Linked DNA regions of Mus musculus: all the other regions are linked to region 1. Evidence: chromatin contacts called from public HiChIP or PLAC-seq and promoter capture Hi-C data. All regions are on one chromosome and are shown on one strand. Each heading gives the region's core, a stretch centred on a gene start, on an enhancer-like site or on the middle of the called end of the contact. The rest is flanking DNA. Distances are from core to core; before and after follow the strand shown.

What was found. Promoter capture Hi-C pulls out the DNA fragments that hold promoters and counts their contacts. HiChIP or PLAC-seq counts read pairs in DNA pulled down with a chosen protein or histone mark.
Region 2: a contact with region 1 is called in a promoter capture Hi-C map of hippocampal neurons, with 3 times the contacts expected there. The contact joins the promoter of Map7d3 here to the promoter of Rbmx in region 1. A contact is called at or near these places in 2 of 39 promoter capture datasets (the 3T3-L1 cell line and hippocampal neurons).
Region 3: an H3K27ac HiChIP or PLAC-seq map of embryonic stem cells shows a contact between it and region 1, with 3 times the contacts expected there. The contact joins the enhancer-like site here to the promoter of Rbmx in region 1. A contact is called at or near these places in 8 of 39 promoter capture datasets (cranial neural crest, embryonic stem cells, hippocampal neurons and 4 more), 4 of 484 Hi-C or Micro-C datasets (cerebellum and embryonic stem cells) and 10 of 115 datasets of contacts at active chromatin or transcription factors (astrocytes, embryonic forebrain, embryonic hindbrain and 5 more).
Region 4: a contact with region 1 is called in an H3K27ac HiChIP or PLAC-seq map of embryonic stem cells, with 5 times the contacts expected there. The contact joins the promoter of Fhl1 here to the promoter of Rbmx in region 1. A contact is called at or near these places in 1 of 39 promoter capture datasets (neural stem cells) and 2 of 115 datasets of contacts at active chromatin or transcription factors (astrocytes and embryonic stem cells).

What each region holds. Positions count from the first base shown.
Region 1 is chrX:57,391,130-57,394,310 of GRCm38.p6, forward strand. Rbmx (RNA binding motif protein, X chromosome) reads right to left here and starts at 1,907. Exons shown (of 9, transcript NM_011252.4): 1 at 1,723-1,907; 2 at 438-569; 3 at 143-249. The coding sequence starts at 546. Snord61 (small nucleolar RNA, C/D box 61) reads right to left here and starts at 380; the gene lies at 319-380.
Region 2 is chrX:56,820,559-56,823,607 of GRCm38.p6, forward strand. It overlaps Map7d3 (MAP7 domain containing 3), which reads right to left and starts at 1,767. Exons shown (of 16, transcript NM_177293.3): 1 at 1,679-1,767. The coding sequence starts at 1,745.
Region 3 is chrX:58,037,740-58,041,141 of GRCm38.p6, forward strand. No RefSeq gene overlaps it. Among named protein-coding and RNA genes, the nearest start is that of Zic3, 8.8 kb to the left of the region's middle. Within about 2 kb of position 1,447, at least 75 of the 459 cell types and tissues checked have an H3K27ac peak or open chromatin away from gene starts, as enhancers often do. A contact at or near this core is called in cerebellum, embryonic forebrain, embryonic stem cells and 2 more, where this site is marked.
Region 4 is chrX:56,729,998-56,733,172 of GRCm38.p6, forward strand. It overlaps Fhl1 (four and a half LIM domains 1), which reads left to right and starts at 1,764. Exons shown (of 7, transcript NM_010211.3): 1 at 1,764-1,871.

The DNA of each region.
Region 1 (3,181 bases), core at 657-3,156:
AGTGTCTGTGAACAGAAGTCTCTTAATATGCATGCATACACAAAATAAAAATTTCAGAGCTCTGCTGGACTGAAACTTAGATAACACTTTTTAGTTATTTTTGTCACTAAGAAACACCTTTTTATTAAGCAGACAATCATACCTTTCCATTCATGTCTCTGGCAGCATCCTTTGCATCTGCTGGGCTTTCAAAAGTGACAAAAGCGAATCCTCTTGACTTATTCGTTTCTCGGTCCTTCATCAAAAGAACTGAAACAGTTGGGGGGGTGGGGTTTAGTTTCATTCAAACAAAGATAATCAGCGCACATCTGCGAGAAGCAAGCTCAGAACTTCTTAGAGGACAATGCATTTATCATGTCGGAAGATCAGTGGATTCAAATTCATCACAGCTTGTCTTTTAATTTTATTAATATATCATACGATTTTAGATAACTCACCTTCCACTATTCGTCCATATTTGCCAAACACTGCCTCAAGGGCTTTCTCATTCGTCTCTGTATTAAGCCCACCAATAAAGAGCTTTCCTGGGCGATCTGCTTCAACCATTTTTCCTCTTAACCGATGGGGGTCTGCTGAAAAATGGTATTATTATCTCTCTGTAGAAAGTCCCCAAAGTTTATTGAACAGCTTAATTATGGCTCATGTTTTGTTAAAATCTTTATTCTTTAGTAACTAAAGATACCAATAAACCTCAAGTGTGGTAGAAAATCAATTGAAATACTTTGGCTAACAGTGCAGCGCAATTTTCATTAACAGGGTTAAAAGGGCCTGCCTAATTTACCATCTTCATCTGCCCTGCTTTTAGTCAATGAAGAGCTACTCAACACTTAAAAAGGCTACTTTTAAATGTATTTTACTTTTAATATAAGATTGCAACCTTAGAGTGCAGGAATTAACAGAAGGGGGCCACCACACCTGGCTATGGTCTTGATCTCTTATCTTTAAAACATTCCGTTACCTATCAACCTACTTGCTATCCGCCCCACCGCCCCCAACCCGAAGCCAAAGGTATAAAAGACTTCCTATTCATTCAAGGTCACCAGCCAGACACACCAAGTAAGGAGCAAGCCCTTTCCACATTTAGATTCCCTAGTTAAGTTTAGGGACAAATCTCTACCTTAGGACAAAGTCGCTGCATCTAGCCCAACGAAAGATTGTTAGTTATCCGATCGAAAAGAAAAAGTGCCAGAGTCCGAAGATAACGGAACTCAGAATCACACACTCTTAACACTCTTTTCCAGTCCTGACACCTAATTAAGACTCATTAAAAACCGCGTGTTAAAGACAAAATGGCGACACTTGGAACGAACCCAGAACCACCAACAGCCTCCGGACGAACTAACTTTTGCATTGACAGTTGCAGCGAAAACTCAGAAAGCTTCCTCTCCTTGCCGCCAAGGACCAGAGGAAGCCTCAGAAGTCCACCAGCCTATCATTAGCACGGACGCTATTCTGGTGTTACTCCCGCGGTCCCAGCACGTCCCGCCCCACCTACAAAGCTGCGCCCTCCGCCCTCCCGCGACAGGGGACAGCCAAACCTCCGGGAGACGCACTCAGATAACTGACCCCATAATGTGCTGCTTCCACCCCTTCTGCTTTAAATAGGTTGACACCTTTGGGTGTCTTAAAATGGCGCCCGCCGCCACTATCTCCCGGGAAACAAATGACATCCAGCTCTAACAAGTCTGTATGGAAAACAGGCCAAGGAAAGGAAAGTCCTACCCGAGGGGACTGCGACGGTCTCAAGCTCCTCTGAGCTCGCCGACCGGACCTCCCGAGCAGCGCCGCACCAGTGACAGCTACCGATTTTCAGAACGGAACAGAAATGACGCTAGGACGACTGCGCAACGAGGGCGAACAAAGGAGACTGCAATCTTTATACTACCCGGGAACGAGGCTGAAGAACCCGGATGGAAATTAAGCTTAGAATTTGAAGCACGAAGGGAGGGGAGGGAGTGGTTCCCAGATTCTTCATTGGCTGTTCCCTTTGTCATTCACTAGTCACTCCGCCTCTTTCCTGTGTCTCTTAAAGTTCTGGCCGGTGCCGGATTTTAACCGTTTGCCCTGCCCCCATCCATTCTCCTCCAAGGCGCCTTTTAGCTTCGCTAAATATGCTAAAACACTGGACGGGATTTATTGACTAGAGAAGTAAATTTATTGAGCAACCTATTAGGTCAAACAAGGCGCAAAACTTTTACTTTTGCATGAAAATCCTAATTCCAAAAGCAATGTGAAAAAACGGTAGAATGCCAACGTTATAGAAATAAGAAACAAAGAAGTTTCGTTGATACTCAATAACTGGCTAAATTTTCTTGAGCAATAAGTAATACATTGGAAGAATCTGTTAAGTAAGTGTTAAGTGAAAACAGAACTTGATGACATTACAAAAATATCATTCATATAGAACGATTACTGAGTACCTACTTGATTTCTGTGCAAGTGAGACCAGAGTCAGGTGCCTCGGGGTTAAGACTGTCAAACAAAAATCCCTGACGATAGTTGGGAGTGCTTACCCACACATTTCATCCCAGTATTTGGGACGCTGAAGTAGGGCAGTTACGCGTTTCAGCACAGACTGGCTTTGTTAGAGTCTGTCTCAAACACCAAACCAAACAAAAAAAAAAAAATGCTACCAAGCATGCTTGAACTTTAAGTGAGCATTCTTAATTTGTTTTGTGTTTTGAGACAGTACCAGTCAGGCTGAGAGTGGTCTTGGAATTCACAGCTCTGATCCTGCCTCAGATTTCCAAGTGCTGGAATTACAGGCATGAGCTACCAGACCAGGTTCTGCATTCTAAATTTTTATCTGCTTGTGAAAGAAAAATAACAATTTAACCTAGAGGGGATTTTCTTTTCATTTCTTTTCTTTCCTTTTTCCTTTTTTCTTTTTCTGTTCCTGTCTGGCTGTCCTACAACTTGCTCTGCAGACCAGGCTGGAGATCCCTGTCTTTGCCTCCCAAGAAAAACGATTTTAGATACCAGCCTTTTATACTATGGATCATATTTCCTCATATGGGGTGATAGAATTGAATGTGGGCATAGTAGTAAAAGTGGCAATAATAAAAGGTTTCTGATACATAACAAAAATTCAATTCAAAATCAAATATATATGAGATATGTGGAAAGATTTATTAGAATGACTTACAGACTGTGGACCAGGTAATGCGACAATGACTGACTA
Region 2 (3,049 bases), core at 517-3,016, 570 kb before region 1:
GTTCAGGAAAGACAGTTCAAATAATTAAAGGACTGGAGGGATTGCCCTAGTGAGTGGGATTTGGGATGTTGGTTTGCATGGGGGGAGGGCTATCTGGGATTCATTTTAAGGGGTAAGCTTGAATGTGCCCCTGCAATTGCTGCCATAGAGATCTTACCATTGCAGAAAAGAAAAAAGAATTTGCTTTTAAGTCTTAGGGAGCTAACAGCTCAGATAAACTATGACCTAGTTAAAGACCTAGTCTCACTCCCTGTTTTACTACTGGTATTTTTGTGGCACACATTACTTCCGAATGGTATAATAGCATGCATTCTTTTGAATCGGTTCTCAAAGAATACATAGTTTTTAAATGTTTCCCTACTAGATAAACAGTTGATACCAGGAGAACAAATAGCTACTGAAAGGCTGGTGGGAAACTGCTGAAATCTTTGTGTCCAGCAGCCATTGTTAGGGGAGAGCACCCTTCCCAGCCCGACTGCACCATTCGAAATAGTAACAAAATATCAGGCTGCCTAATACCGCACACCTCCAAGCTGTGGAAGTGGCTCAAGACTTCTGAGTCTGGGATTCTGGCTGCTAGACTAACTTTAAAGTTTCTCCTGCTCTAAAACGCTGTTAATCTGGCTCTCAGTCTTAGTAGCTTTCCTTGCATTTATAGGTCCCAATCTTTGAGTAACGTGCTCTAAACTGAGAAACCATTTGTGAATTTAAACAAACGAGGGAAAAGCAACAAGTTAAGTCACACAGTTTTTAAAGCTCATCTGGCTGAATGGTTTTAATTTAAAACAGTTGTGTAGAAAATATAAAATGTGATTTGTTAAGATAAGAATAGTTCTTTAGTATTAGCATATTAAAATGCATAGAAAACCCACTAAATGAATATATGTACATCTAATTACAATGTAAAACTCCTTAAAGATTTTTATAGCAATCAAAATCATCTTATTCACAGGCATATCTGGGGAAAGTAGTCTTGTCCTTCTCGCACAATTTCCTGAATTAAATAGGTGCTGCCAAAATTGTTAAGATTAATACACCCCACCAACCTTTTCGTCTCCCCAGACAGAAAAAGTTTTGATTATAGGACCTGTTGAGAAAGTATTGCTAGGTGAGGATTCTCATTCAGCTCAGCCTAGGGATAAAGTCACGTGCCGTAGCAAAGTGAAATCTTTTCCCAACATTCTAAGCCCTAAGCGTCAGTTCTCCCCCCGCCCCCCGCGCGCCTGGATCTGAACCTGGAAAACGCCAACACCTTGGGATTCAGGGAAAACCCAAACTTTCCGATCCTGGCAGGGCCACCCTGAAGTGTGGATGTGCCCAGCACGGGCCAGCGCCCACCCATCCCTGAGCTTTCCCGCAGTTGCTGCGGTGTCACTGGTCCCCGACGCAGACAGGGCTAGAGTTAGGGTTTGGTAGCTCCCGCCCGCCCAGCAATGGTCTTTGGAATGTTGACAGCACTGCCCGATGGTTTCCCCTTCATGTCCTGGTTCTCTGATCTCTCTTGCCCCAGCCCTAAGGTGTTGAGAGAGATGAGGGGGATCATAGACCATGAGGGACCGAGGGGACTCTCCACGGAAAAGTTACTGAGCCACGCTACTTCTCTGGATCCTGGGGCTACATCAACCCCACTGCCTATGAGTGTCCCTGTCCCCCTGGGACTATGATCCATCTCACTCACCCAAGCGTTCGTGTAGCCCCCGGAAAGATGTGCTGCTACTGGTAGCAGCAAAAGTGGGGTCCGCCATCTTCAGAGAGTAGTTGAGAACCACTGGAGGTGGTTCTTGGGCGGCAAGGCGCAGGCGCCGCCTCTTCTTTGGCCTCTGCCGGGGCTGGGACCCCGGGGGGCGGGGCAGGGCGGGGCTCGGGTAGTCCCCGCACTTCCCATGAACCTTCAATATAGGTAGCATTAGCTCTCACATGCTTGTGGCTAAGCTGGCTGGAAAGCTATTAACTTTGTCTGAGGAAAGCCTTTCTTATATTGGCGGTTCTATTGTGATGCGTTCTGGGCTCCAGCCAATCAGCTGCCCACTTGGCCATTGACCGTTCTTTTCCTTTTATCGCCTCTACTTGATGAATGCTGCAACATTCCATAGTTCCCCATCCATAAGTTAACACCCATTTGCCAAGCATCTTCCTGTACTATGAGCGTTTATTACCTTTGAAGTATTACATGAAAAGCCCAGTTTGGGGGTAAAGGATGTGAGGGGTGAATAGATGATGTGTCACCTCTTTTTTTCGTGTATATGTTAACACATGGTTATGGGCAGGCAGTTATGGTTGAGGAAGGCCCAGGAGCCTCTTTATAGGATAAGCACTTGAATGAATTCTCTGAGTCTTCAAGTGATATTGGAACTGTAAACCGAAGAAGCTGATAGTGGTTACCCATCTTTTCCCTGTACCATGACACTTACCACTTACAGTAATACACAAACTTATTAGTCCCCTACTACCCTAGGAAGTATGTACCACTACTGTCCCAACTTACAGGCAAGGAAAGTAAAAATTAAAACCCTTTGTCTAGAGTCACCACAGTAAGTGACAGTATTGAAATATAGTCCCCAAGCTTCTCATTAGGGTACGCATGTACTTCATCTTAGATGAGGAAATTTCATTAGGTGAAGAAAGAGAAACGGGACCTGGAGTGATGGCTCATTGGATAAGAGTAAATCAAGCCCTCCAAGAGGACCTGAGTTTGATCCCCAGCACCCAAGTCAGATGGCTTACAACTGCACTCCAGGGTAACCCAGTGCCCACTTGCACTCAATCGCACCGCCCCCATACATACAATTTAAAAATAAAGATGAGGTGCTGGAGAGATAGCTCAGTGGTTAAGAGCACTGACTGCTCTTCCGAAGGTCCTGAGTTCAAATCCCAGCAACCATGTGGTGGCTCATAATCATCTGTAACGAAATCTGATGTTTTCTTCTGGGGTGTCTGAAGACAGCTACAGTGTACTTACATATAATAAATAAATAAATAAATCTTAAAAATAAAGATGAATCTTTTGAGAATAGAAAATAAATGTTATAACTTACAGTGCACAAACATG
Region 3 (3,402 bases), core at 197-2,696, 650 kb after region 1:
GAATTTCTGCTTGACTTCTTGTTGCCTATTTTACCCCTGGCTTCCATACCCCGCTTTCCTAAGAAATCTGCCCAAACCAGCGGTCCTTGTAAGTCCAGTGCCTTGTAAGTTTTTGAAAGGCTCTGCCACAATGTGAATGGAGGGTACCACTGTAACTAGTATCTAAGCTTGTTTTCTGTCACTGGCCCTGAAGCTCCAAGGCTCCAGTTGGGCTCTAGCATGGGGGAAGGCGAGGAGAGTCACTCTAGGGATTTCAGAAGTCCTTGGGGAGCCCCTGTCCACACACCAAATTCTTCTAAATCTCCGCTTGAGGTTTGGGCAGGGAGGAGGGGACCTCATTTCCTAGGGTCAATTCTCTCGCGGTTTCTGCCCGCTGACCCTTTGACCTCCACCAACAGGGCCCTTGGCGGCCATAAGCTAGCGGATCGCCTTGGGCTCCGAGGACGCTTCGCGCCCCATCGCCTCTCGGCCTCATTAGGCCGGCGGGGCTGTAAAGCAGAAATCAGCTTCGGCCTAATCCCGACCTGGGGTCAATTCGAGCCCAAACAATAGCGATCTCCTAAGACTACAGCATAGCGCTGCCAGCAAACTTTGTGTTCAATTCCTTTTCCACTGGCGGTGGGGGTTGGGGGGAGGTGAGGACGCTGGTCCGCGAAGGAAGAACACTTGCGACATCCGCATCACTCGGCAAACGCCCTCTTGCTAGGCTCTCCAAAGAGCATCTGCAGTGCCGGGAATGGAGGCGGCGAGGCTCCTGCATTCCCTGAGTATGAGGCTGATCCAAAAGGGGCCTCCTCGGCACTGCGAACACACTTTGAAGTGGGTTTTTAGCGCGCACGTGTGAGAGCTCGGCCGGGGCCTTAGCTGGGACCCGCAGGGAGGAAAGAGGAGGCTCCGGTCCGGGCTTCAACCCCGCCCCTGCTCCCCGTGGCTTCGGCCTTTTCAAGCCGAGGCCGGGGACTTTAGGACTCCCCCCACCCCCACGCCCGCGGTCGCGGCGCGCAGGCGCAAAGCCTTGCAGCCGTCGAGCAGGATTTTGCGGCCAGGGGGTTGCGGGGGAGGTTGAAAGCAGCCTAGCGGGGAGGGCGGCCTCGGCTAAGGTGGGGGGGGGGGGCAGGAAAGGAGAGGGATGTGGAAAGGAGGGTTGGTTTGGGGGCGGCTCTGGAGTCGGGAACATGGCGGCCGGATGCGAACCCCCGCAGAGCGCTGCACAACGCAGACTACGGGGCTGCCGTGCTGTGTTGTCCTTGAGATTTCCCTGGTTATTCCTCAGCGCTGGCGCCTCGCGGGACAATGTAGGTCGTGGCAGTTGGACGCAGTTTAAAAACAAACAGACAAAAAACGGAAGCGAAGAAGTTCTTTTTGGGCAATCTGGTGGGAAATGGATGTGCTCTTTCGGGGTTTTGGGGGCTCTCAAAATATTTGGGAGAACAAAAACCCAACAGAAGAAGCTCCGGGCACACACAAACCCTTCTCATGTGGTGTGTGTGTGCGATTTCGCGTTAACCGTGCCCTTGTTGGAATTCCACAGCACCTTCGAGTCCTTAAAAAACGAACAACAGTGGACAATGTGTTCTCTTCTCAGGACAATGGTCAATCCAGTTTGGAGGGAAACAGAGGCTTGTCGACCCAGTTGTACCTTTGAGAGATTATATTCTATCCTTTCCCCGGGCCTTGTTTTCTGCACAACTCATTTAACGAACGCACCCCCCGCCCCAAACACACACAAAATCAGCACCTTTAACTCTTTTGTGTGTGTACACAGCTGGTACTCTTAGGTTAAAGGGGCCCGAAATATTCAAAACTTTAATTCAGTTTTTGGCTTAACTGCCTCATGCCAGAGTGTGAAACTCTGTGGTCTCGAGCTCCTGTTTCCTGCACAGGAAAATAAAAATGCCACGGATTCATCTTTATACGGGTCGCAGTGAGGAAAATGACATCTTAAAAGGTGGACTGTGTTGACTTCCCTCTTCTCTAAGCAAATAAGGTGCACGAACTCTTCTAGGTGCTCCTAAAGACCAGCGTCTGAGCGAAAGAACAACCTGCTTGGGGTTGTCCACTATCAAGCATTCCAGCTTCTGGAGATGTGGGGCAGTTCCTGATGGCCACCTTGGGAAGGGCCCCAGGTGGGTGGGCAGGTCATTAGCAAGTCTGGCACTGATCTGGGGGAAATCTGCAAAACAGTGCCTTTATCTGCAGAGAACAATCGGTGGGGTTGTCTTTCCTTCTTTTCAATGCACAAAGACAGAGGCTTTGGAGCAAGAATTTGGACTATGCATTTAAGTTGTGGTGTTTTGCATTGAAAACCTCTGGGCAATTAAAATTAGCATGCTCCATAGTATTTTCTGTGCTTTTATGTGTGATTTCTGCATGTCAAAGGAGCTGGAGACTCTTCAGCAGTTTGAAAACTTTTTTGAAATTGCCACCAAGTTAATTTTCCCCCCTCTTTCCTGTGGGTGAAGTTTCCTTCCCAGGCTTGGCCACCCTATATGACCAAGGTGGAATGATCTACTGACATCTTTGGGAGAACAAATGAAATAAATTGAGTTTGCTTGATAATTGCTTTTCTGTCTGAACTCTGCCTGAATTTGTTAGCTTTTTTTCCCCTCCTGATTAAATCTTGATATCAAGTTTGGAAAAAAAAAAAAAAGGAAAATTCTTTCAATTGGAAAAGTGTTCGCCATGGGTTAGTCAGTTAGGGGTTTGAGCTTGGATTCTCTTCAGTTGACTTTAAAATCAAGCTAAGAATCCTTGGGATTCCTGAGCTGTCTTTGGGGTCACTTCATATATAAATTGGTTGGCATTTCTTTCTTTTTTTTTTTAATAGGAATTATGTGAATGGAATTTCTGGAAAATGGGGCAACTTATCTTTGTGACTCCAAAAGGCAGTGCTTTTCTCACTGGGGTTTTTGTTTCTCTCCTAACTAATGGTTGAACTGTACAGCTTGAAAAGCTTAAGTTTGCAGGAAGCATTTGAAGAGAGAACTGTTCACACCACTTGGACTAATGGTAACTTAACACAGGCGCAAAAGGTCTTTGAAAATTAGAGGAACTTTTGTTTCAAAACACATGTTACAACTAAAGCAGCTAGGGAACTCAGCAATTTTGTGTCTTTCTCATGTGATACCACTTCAACCTGCTTGCTAATCCGCTGACTAGAGAAGCAGAAACTTTATAGCAGCTCTAAAACACCTTTCAACAAATGGCAAGTTTATAATATTTGCTCTCTAGTAGGCTATGTGCATTGTCTAAATTGCGTTTTGAAAATGCAATCTATGTAGAGACCATTTGGAGCTAAGCCGCTAGAAATAAGACATTGCTTCTTGTTTTACTATAAACTAGCAGTTTAAAACAACATATCCACGTAATATTTTATGAATTTTTTTTTCTGTAAGAAAATTT
Region 4 (3,175 bases), core at 514-3,013, 660 kb before region 1:
TAGGCCTGCCAGAGCCCAGGCTTTGATCTGAGAATCTCCAGTAACTGGCTCTCTGTCCAGAGCCACCCAGAGCTTTTGCACTGAGTGCTCTTGGCTGTTTCTTTCTGGTTGAGCCCAGGGCTGGTATGCAGGGGAGCTGCTTGAAGTGGTGCTAATTGTTCCAGGCCTTCCCATGATGGCCTGGGGCGGATCAGTCTCCTTTCCTAAGAAATGTGTGGGGAGACTTTTTTTGCAAATCCAGAAATACCAGACCTCAGTGAGCCTAAGGGCTCAGAAAGAGAAAAGAGGCGTAGGCTCTGGGTAGCAAGATAGAGAAAGGAATTTTGCAAGTAGCTATTGGGTCGGGTAAAAGAGGCCATCACTTGAATTTTGAAGCTGGAGGGGGGGGGACGGGGGGACGAGCTAACAGCAGTGTTTAGACCTTTTGCTTGGTTTAAATACACAGCTGCTCCGCCTCATCTGCTTCCACATAAAGGGCTGATTCTCCCCTCTCCTAGCTGGCCTTCATGTTTTTAAATCAAGACTTTGGATTCCTTTAATGAACCTCTCTCCTGACTCACTAGACATTCTAAGTACTGACTATTCTCACCTTTCAAAGTTTTCCTCGACCCTACTCCTTCCTTCTGGTCCTTTTCGGGTCCTCTTTAAAAGGAAAAAAAAAAAAGCAGGTTTCTCTAGTTCACCTGCAATTCCTTCAACCCTCTTCTAACCAAGTCCTTCTACTTCCCTCCACTGACATGGTGGGATTCTCCTGGCTTCCTTGCCTCTGCTCCTTCTGTTTGGAAAGTTATCCCTTGGTTCTTTACACCCACTGCTTTTATACCATGCAAGGCTTAGATTAAATACTACCTTCTTTCTCGCATTATTTATACACCCTTTTATCCTGCAGTTTATCCCACTGTGTTTATTTTCTCACTTGCTCATAATCTGTCTTCTTCCACCAATAAAGCCGAGTGTGTGCACAACTGTGCTGTATCTACAGCATTTGGCACAGTACTGGGCACATGCTGAGGGCTCACTGAACTGAACTAGGGAAAGAACGACGGAGTCAGTCACTATGTGAAGCTCTGCTGTGAGAGCTTTAGGAATGATGGAAAGCCCTCTGAATAAAGGCTCTTTTCGTTCTGTCCAGCTTGTTATTAAGGGGAGAGGTCGTCGGTGGGTCTTTCAGTGTGGTGGGAACCAAGAGATCTGCAATCACTGGCTGTACTGGGCTGTGCAGGTCAGCGAGGCCCCTGGAGAGGCTAGAGGCCACCTTGGCTGTCTCTCTTTGTTGCTCCCACCTCCCGGGCTCTGGCCGTGGCTGCCTGCAGTGACTCGTGACTCCCCAGCAGCCAGCGAAGGCCTGAGCCCGCGAGGGAGGGGGGCGGTGGGCGCCCCTGGCCCGCCCTCCGCGTGCCCTTCGGACGCTTGCAGGGGGTGCTCCGGGAAGCCGCGCCACCGCGGGCTCGCGGCCACCTCTCGCGCGCACTGTGCGCGCCTAGCCAGCGGCTTGGCCTCTCCCGAGGCGGGGCCCACGCAGCCGCGCCCCCTTCCCGCGCTTGCCCGACTGGGCTCCCGCGCGCGAGCGCGATCTGCCCGCACCGCAGCCCCTCGCACCACGGGCAGAGCCCAGGCGGACGCGCGCTCCGCCCTACCCCTCCCCGCCCCGAGTGGGCTGCGCCCGCCCCCGCTCCCGCCCCCGCCCCCGCCCCCGCGCGTGCTCCCTCCTCCCTCCCTCCCACCCTCTTGCGCCCCTCCCCGTGCGCCCCTCCCGCGCCCTACATCCACCGCCCGGCCGAGGGGGCTCAGTCCTGTGCTGCCGCTGTCGCCGCTGCGCTTTGGTCTCGGAGCTGGCAGCGGCCGCCGGTGCCGCCTAGACAGCTGCGCGGGTGAGCATCCCCAGACAGTAAGCCCGCTTTCCCTCCGCGAGTGTGTGTGTGTGTGTGTGTGTGTGCGCGCGCGTGTGTGTGCGTGTGTGTGTGTGTGTGTGTGTGTGTGTGTGCGTGTGCGTGTGTGTGTGTGTGTGTGTGCGCACGCCTCCGGCGTCCCCGGGGAGCCGCAGCTCGTGCTCCGTGGCCGCTACTCCGGGGCTGCGCGGACCTGCTGGGCTTGGGTACCTGCGGCCTCCGGCCTCCGCTGCCTCGCCCACGTTGGGGGCTGAGGAACCTGGGGCTCCAAGGTCCCTTAGGGTGCGTGCCTAAGCCTCCTCCCCAGGGCTTTCGCTCCCCTGGGGGCCGGGATGCAGGGGGGCGGCTTTGGGTGTTTCCTCTGCAAGGATGGAGGGTGGGAGTAAAAAGAGGGGGCTTTTGGTTTTCTCACCCAGGATGGCGGGCAGTGGGGGTTGGGCGAGGTGGGAACACCTTTGGTTTTTGTTTTTGGTTTTTTTTTTTTCTTTTTCTTTTTAAAGGATAGCTAACAGCAGTTGAGAAGAGCAGGGGATGATGATGACGATGGGGGGGGGGCTTCATTGGTTTTTACATTAAGGATGGCGCCTGTTGGGCAGGGGAGGAAGGTGAAACCTGCCTTGGTTCTTGGAGATGTTGAGGGAACTGCTGTGCTCCCTTTGGGGATGCTGGGGAGGAGGCAGTGGGAGGACTGGAGTGCAAGGAGAATGGTGATGGAGGGAGAAGGCTGGTCGTGGTTCTGCTCTCTGAGGGGGAATGGCAGTGATATGGGGGATGGGGGTGGGAGAGGGGACTGGATTTCAGCTTCAGCATGGAGGCAAGTGGAAGGTTCTAGCACTTAGGTTGAGCCTTGGTTGAGCCTTGGCAAAGTGGGTTAGGTAGACTGCTGGGTGTGACCTTTCAATTTCAGAAAGCTTAAAATTCCCACTAGATGCAGTTCTGGGCTCCTGGGAAGAGGTTTCTGCTTCTCAAGTTCCCATTGCTTAGTCTTCCACAACTGGTAGAGGTTTGAATGAGAAAGGCCAAGGGAAACAGTGAATGTGCTGTGTATTTTCTGCATTTGGGCCTTTCAAGTTTCTTGGGTTCATTCTGATTACAACGACACCTCCCCCCCCCCCCCCGCCATACACACACACACACAAACACACACACACACACAACTAGGGTAGCACATTGGGAACAGGAGACAAGAAAGTGTATGAATGTGATTTCAGATTTGGTTTTGGGATTTCCTGAAGGGCAAGAGTTCTGTCGTAGAAATGCAGCAAGAGTGGAACACATGTCTTTGC